2 separate regions of the Gossypium arboreum genome follow, and region 2 is linked to region 1. Evidence: chromatin contacts called from public Hi-C data. All regions are on one chromosome and are shown on one strand. Each heading gives the region's core, a stretch centred on a gene start, on an enhancer-like site or on the middle of the called end of the contact. The rest is flanking DNA. Distances are from core to core; before and after follow the strand shown.

Evidence for each region. Hi-C and Micro-C count contacts between places; a contact is called where the count stands out from the background.
Region 2: a Hi-C map of leaf shows a contact between it and region 1, with 2.9 times the contacts expected there. The contact joins two enhancer-like sites. A contact is called at or near these places in 2 of 5 Hi-C or Micro-C datasets (both in leaf).

Annotation. Positions count from the first base shown.
Region 1 is chr3:10,651,111-10,654,474 of ASM2569848v2, forward strand. No RefSeq gene overlaps it. Among protein-coding and RNA genes, the nearest start is that of LOC108474918, 8.9 kb to the left of the region's middle. Within about 2 kb of position 2,056, at least 1 of the 2 cell types and tissues checked has an H3K27ac peak or open chromatin away from gene starts, as enhancers often do. A contact at or near this core is called in leaf, where this site is marked.
Region 2 is chr3:10,753,592-10,757,144 of ASM2569848v2, forward strand. No RefSeq gene overlaps it. Among protein-coding and RNA genes, the nearest start is that of LOC108474477, 6.7 kb to the right of the region's middle. Within about 2 kb of position 1,355, at least 2 of the 2 cell types and tissues checked have an H3K27ac peak or open chromatin away from gene starts, as enhancers often do. A contact at or near this core is called in leaf, where this site is marked.

The DNA.
Region 1 (3,364 bases), core at 806-3,305:
TTTCCATCCTTTTTGTCGAGTTTTGGCTTAACTTTTGGGGGTTTTAACCCCATATCAGCATTCTACGTGAAACAGGGGGCTAAATAGGGTTTTTATCGAACTTCCAGCCACTGAATGTGGCGGTAGCCGTCGCCATCACCGATGACCTGTGGTCACGATAGAGACTCGCTTGCCCCGTGACTGGAGGGGAGGGGTTTTGAGAGAAAAAAAAAGAAATGAAGAATTTTTTTTAAAAAAAAAGTTTAAAATGGTTTTTTAAATATTTTTTTAACTTATATAGATTTAATGAAACAATGCCATTTTGACCTGGCTTCAGAAGCCCCAAAATGACATCATTTTGACACGACCCGATAAACCGATCTGGATCCATCTAGGATCCACGTGCTTTCAAGGGGGAGGGTCTAATTGCTACTTTAACCCTTCTAATTTTTTGTTATTTTTCAATCTCGTCTTATAGTTCATTATTTCATTTATATTTTGCCCTTTTATTTTATTCTTGCGCAATTTAGTCCATTAACCCACTGTTGACCCACTGAGGGAATGAAACGTGTAAATGTGGTCGGGGCAATTGTACTCTGAGTCCTTGTACTTTTTTATCCCATTTTAATTTAATCCTTTATATTTTGTTTCCTTAAAATTTAGGCTTTTAATTTTGTTATATTTTCAAATTTAGTCCTTTATTTCCCTTTTCTTTATTTTTTTAATTCATGATTTAAATTTTGTTTAAATTTTAATTCAATCATTTATTTTTAGAGTTAGCCCATTTATTTCTTTTTTAATTTCTAGTATTTATAATTTTTCTATTTACATTTTCTACCAAAAATTTCTTGATTGTTTTATTTTGGTCTTTTATTTTTAATTATTGATACTATTAATATTATTAAGTAATTATCATTGCTAATTAATATTTTTAAAATTTTTCTCAAATATCAATATTTTATGTAATTATATTATTATCATACATTTTATATTATTTCACTATTATTATCATTATTATCATATAGTATTATTAATTGAATATTATTATTGTTATTATTATTTCTTATTATTGTATTCACTATAGTATTGTCATTTTATTCTATTATTTATGTTGTTATTTGTTAATACCATAATTTTGTCATTATCGTACATTGTAAATTATGCTACATACACTCATCCGTTTTTCGACGTAAGCACATAAAAAAACTTAAAACCAAGGCAATGTTCATTATTTTTCGGATTCGAGGAGTTGTGCTCCTAACTTACTGAGTATGGCCCCTTCCTAGAACCGAAATAACCAAACATCCTATTTAAAATACAAGACACGTAGACTTAGGTAATAATTAAATGACAATTATTCTTGTTTTCGAGAATTCGAGACCTCCTGCCCTAACTTAGGGGGCATGATCTTTTCTTCTCAAAATAAGAAAGTTTTTTTTCCATAAAATTTAATTTAGTTAGCGATATTTTAATTAAATAACATCATGAAAATAGGGGATCGTATTTTAAAATCTCTTCGAATTCTCAATTTTCGACGCTAAGACATCAAGTAATTAACTAGGTGCCAATTTTGGGCGTTACGAGGGTACTAATCCTTCCTTATGCGTAACTAACTCTTGAACTCATTTCCTGGATTTTGTAGACCGAAAAAGAATTGGTGGTGACTCTATTTTTATTTTAAAATAAAAAGTTGGGTTTGACTGTCTTGCATTGTAAAGAAATAAATTTATTTTGCAGAGGGAATTAATCAATTTGCACTATGAGCATTCAAGCCCAATTTTCACGTGAACCAGTATATATCATTTTTACTGGTTCTTGCAAGCCAATGACTCATTATATCTTATAAACAAATGTCAAGAGGTTTAATTAAGTTATATGAAATAACTTCTTTTAAAATAGTCGAGAAGGTTATCACAACTCTTTTCGAGGAGTATCTGTAAATAATTTCTCCTCTTGAAGATTCAAGAGACTTGTCCAAATCCTTATGTCAGAGTTTGTAAATACTGTTTATGCTGAAGGCAAGGGGACCATGTTATGGGTGCAGTACAAGCTAAGAACAAGATAAAGCAGACACGTCAAATAACATAGGAAAAGGGTTTAGAATGATAGAAAAAGGAACAAAGAGAAACAAAATGGAGCCACCTAAGGGTCAATTCAAAATATATATTTTTAATTTATAAATTAGTAAATTGACTAAAAAATTTAAAATAGTTTATAAAAAATTATTTTATAAGAAAATAAATTAATCTTTCTCCGCTCACTAAAACACAAAAATTTCTAATATTTTTCTTCCAACATTTATCACTTATCTCTCAAATTTCTCTTATTTTTCACACACACACTCTAAATTTTTACAAGATATATAGACTATATTTTAATACTTTTAAGTAAGTCTCCCTAATTTAATAGCAACTTTTTTTTCTTTACAAGATGTACTGATTAATCTCTAAAAACTAAAATGGTAGCTTTATTTGTGATGAGTTACGATTTTTTGCAAAGTTCAATTTTATTAATGAAATGATTTTGAGATATTAATTTTGTATGAGATTCATAACCTCTTGATTCGTAATAATTTTTATATTTGTATTAATACAAATCCTTAAAGAAATTAAGATTGATCGTATTTATAATCTTAAATTTCATGAATATTGATTAGAAATATTTAACATTTTTGTTTAGAAATTGTTGTTGCTAGTGTGAATTTTGTATTTGTGTTAATCTTGTGTTTGACATATTGTGTTCTCATGACACCAAAAAGCAGATATGTGGTTTTATTTTGTGAAAAACTATTAATTTTTTAATACAATGCCTAAAATTATGTGTAACTCTTCCCAACCCTTAAATACTAGTTATATGTTGGCTTCATGATTATTTTTTTTACAAATAACTAATTCATTTTCTAGTTTTCAATTTATCTTATATTTCGTATAATTTATCATAGAAATTATATTTACTAAGTTGTTATTTGATAAATGAAAAATATATATGAAAAATTAAATATTGAATTTTTAGTATAGAAATTTATAAATATTAATTTTATATTATAAAATTGTTCAGTATATTAGTAAATTTTAAAACTACATGTAATTTTAATATTTGATAATAGTAAATCTTGATTTTTAAAATTTATTTATTTCATATTTTTTTAAAATATTGATAAGGAAGATAATTCAACACTTTCAACACATTAAAAATATCATGAATAATTGTCAAAAATTAAGAGATATTAAAATTTATTTGATATACTTCTTTTAGTTATTATTCTAATAACTTTGTAACTCTTACATTTAACTATATTAAACATCCATTTATCAAGTATTAATATTATATATTAATTTATATAAATTTTTTAAATATTTTAATTTATATTAAAATTTGAACCCAA
Region 2 (3,553 bases), core at 105-2,604, 100 kb after region 1:
CCATTTTCGTTTTCAAAATAAGTCGATTTCAAAAAAGTGTTTCGACAATTAAGATCGCCAAGTTGCAACCAATTGCATCTAAACTTTTGCTTCTAAAGCAACTCTTCATTGTGCAAAACAGATTCCAATTCTTCCCCAACCTGCATCTCAATAAGAAGAAAGCGATCTGCATTAGATCTTCCCAAAACCCTTTGAATGTTAGCCAACCTGTGTAAAAGCTGTTTTTTCCACGACCTAATATGACCATACACAATTTTATTCCAAACCGAAATATTAGCAGAAAAACTAATGAGGGTCTTGAACATGCTACCATTAAAATTCCATTTTTTTAAATAAAATCAGAAAAGTATTTGTGTCCGGTCCAACTTGCCAGAAATCAAAACGTACGTCCTGCGAAGTTCGAAGGCTACGGTTTAAGCAAGAAAAAAATGGGATGATGATTTGACTTGATTCTGGGAAGATGGGAGACCATACAATTAAGGAAAAGCTTTGATCCACTCATCATTACCAATGGCTTGATCAAGCCTTTCAAAGACCCTACCTCTTTGCCAAGTAAATGTAGGGCCCTTGAAGCCTAAATCCTGCAAAGCCAAAGAGTCCACAGAATCTCCAAAAAGAGAACAATGTTTACCATTCAAGCGACCTCCAACCTTATCACTTCCAGAAAGAATGGCATTGAAATCCCCTATAGCCATCCAAGGGACCGGCCCATTAGGGAACCTCTTAAGATCTTTTCCAAAGGAATTTTTGTTTCATTCTGTTCAAGTTTCCATAAACAAAAGTAATAAAGACACCTTCAGATAGACTGTTACTGAGAACATGAGTCAAAATAAATTGAGTATTATTCTTAACAACCTCAAATTTTATATAATCTTTCCAACCAATCCATAGAACCCGAGAAAATCCCACTGCTTCTACACGATGAGAATTTTGAAGGCCTAATTTAGCAATAACAGCGTCAGCTTTAAAACCACTAATTCTGAGTTCTAATAAACTCATAATGTTAGGCTTGTATTCCAAGTTATACTCTTTAAAAACACGAGAAAAATTAATCCCTACACACCTTTGGCAATTCCATGACATAATAGTAATATTTAAATCCATTAGCAAAAATATTGGAAAATAAATAAAAAAGAAAACTTGTCCTGTTCCATCGTAACCGAGACTTCCAAAAGAACCCTCGGCTGCTCCTTACCAGTCTCAGATACTAGCTGTGCCGATATTAAGTCAACCATAGAGTTGACCGACTTAGTTAAGGGAACCTGCGAAGAGCTGGACACTTTAAAATTCCTCCCTGGATCGCGGAAGATTTTATTTAATTTCTTCCCACGTCGACTATCATCCACTTTTCTTCCACTGTTACCACCAACTGGAAACGAAGAAGGTCTCCCCTCAGAAACGGCATCGTTCCCATAATTTGATTTGGTTGTGTTATGAGAGCCATTTCCTTTAAAAGTTACAACACTATGGCTCCCTGTATCAAGCAACCCTTCTTTGACTCCCACTTGCAATTCAATTGTACCTTCAAAAGTGGGATTAAAGTGAGATGAGTTTGCATTAGGAATAACAGAATTAAAAAAAAAAAATCATTAAAATTATCAGTGGTTGTCGTTGGGGGTTTTTCTCCATTGGACAAAGTCTGAATCGGTGGATTTTGGGAAAGCAACAAACGATCCTCCATTGGAAATTTCGGATTCTCCAAGCCCACATTTTTTATGCTGTCCATATGGTCCCCCAGGATCTTAATCTAGCCTGGAGTAGAAGTAATCTTCGACCCAATCGACTGCATGGGTATTTTTACTTGGGCCTCGGATAGCAAACCATGCCCATCACAATTAAGAGAATGACCATTAAAATGGCCTTTAGACAACCCAAGCCCCAAGTTGGCTAAAGTCTTGATAGAAAAGGGAGTGGGCCATTTCCCATTTAGAGGCCTGCAAAGCAGCCCCTCTTATTATTATCCAGCATTTCCATTTCATGTCCATTTGTTTCCCCTTTAAAATCCCTTCAAAACCACAACCCTTCTGATTTGCATAATTCAGAATAATGTAACGAGATTCGAAGAAATTATTTCCCTTGATTTCAGCCCCAAATCCCCTATTTCCCCTAGGATTCCGCCTTGATTTTTTCTCAACAAGAATCCAAGGGCCAAAGTTCGCCGATTCAGTCTCACCGCCGACCGTCTCTAACACTATAGCATTATTCCCATTTCCAGTTGCAACAATCTGTTCACCCTCTTTCACCGTATCAGTTTTAGTAGAAGGACACAAAGTCTTTTCCATGGTCGTATCTACCGTAGGCAAAGCAAACAATCGACAGAGATTCGTATTGAATCCTTTGAGGAACACCATTTATTAGAATTTGGGAATCCAGGGGTTTGTCAAGATTAATGAAAACCGACATGCGAGAAAATTTGCCTCTGGCCCTACTGTCTGTGTTGAAGTCCAACATAACAACCTTTCCTATCAGTTCTCCAATCTCCTAGGATTTTTCAATTGTACAAATGACCCGACAGACTAGGAAGCCGAATCCAAGATTTGACCAAACTCGGGTAAGGTCTTGCAGGATCAAAATCCTTGGACCAGGATTGAACTGTTAAGTACTGTCCAAAAACAATCCATGGCCCTTGAGATAAAACTTTATCATAATCTTCTTTGCTATGAAATTTAACCAGAAAATAACCGTTTTCTATATCCATTAGGTGAAAAGACATCGAGGGTCTCCATAAGTTTGAAATCTTGTCTTGCAGTGAAAGAAAGCCGATATTCCGGTCAAGCAGTTTTATCACAACCGTCATAGCCATATCATTAATAAGTATTTGATTGATCCTTTCAGAAAAAAAAACAATAGAAGGAATTTCATTAACGGACGATTTTTTTATGTCTCCTTCAGCAAATTCCAGAGAAGATTCCATCCCCATCTTTATTTCTGATGTTCCAGTCAACTCCCCCAAGGTAGAGGGTCCTCCTAACAGCTTGTCTTTTCAGGACAATACCGGTGCAGAGACCGGTTCCTCTACAATCGACGACTCCGGATCTAAACCCTCGTCCTTAAGACACACCTTTTTGGTAGACCTATCCTCGGCCTGGCCATCCTTGTCACCTTCACCACTTGCAAGCATCATACAACCTCACTGTTCAATACCGGATCTGATATGTAAATACCAACCTTTTTTTTAAAAATTTTTTATTTCTGTTTCTATTTTCCAGAAAGAGTTCAATTTTTAAACCATAGTAAACTTGAACTTTAAAAAATGATGGCTAAGGTGACAAAAAAACCGCAGCATTCTACCTTTCTAAGAAAAATTAGCATTCCAAAAATACTATAGTGATTAAATTGTTATTTTTACTTTTCTCGCCATTTTAAAATATGATAAATTAATGTTTTTAATATTAAATTTTTCTTATTTTCTTCAAAATTAAGTGTACAATAATTTTTCTAAAAAATTACTATAACATAGTAAATGGATTAATTTATTCTTAACTTATAAAATAGGATTCTTCCCGGCAGCTATTTTGCATTTAATGTTATCGAATTTTTCGTATCATTACTA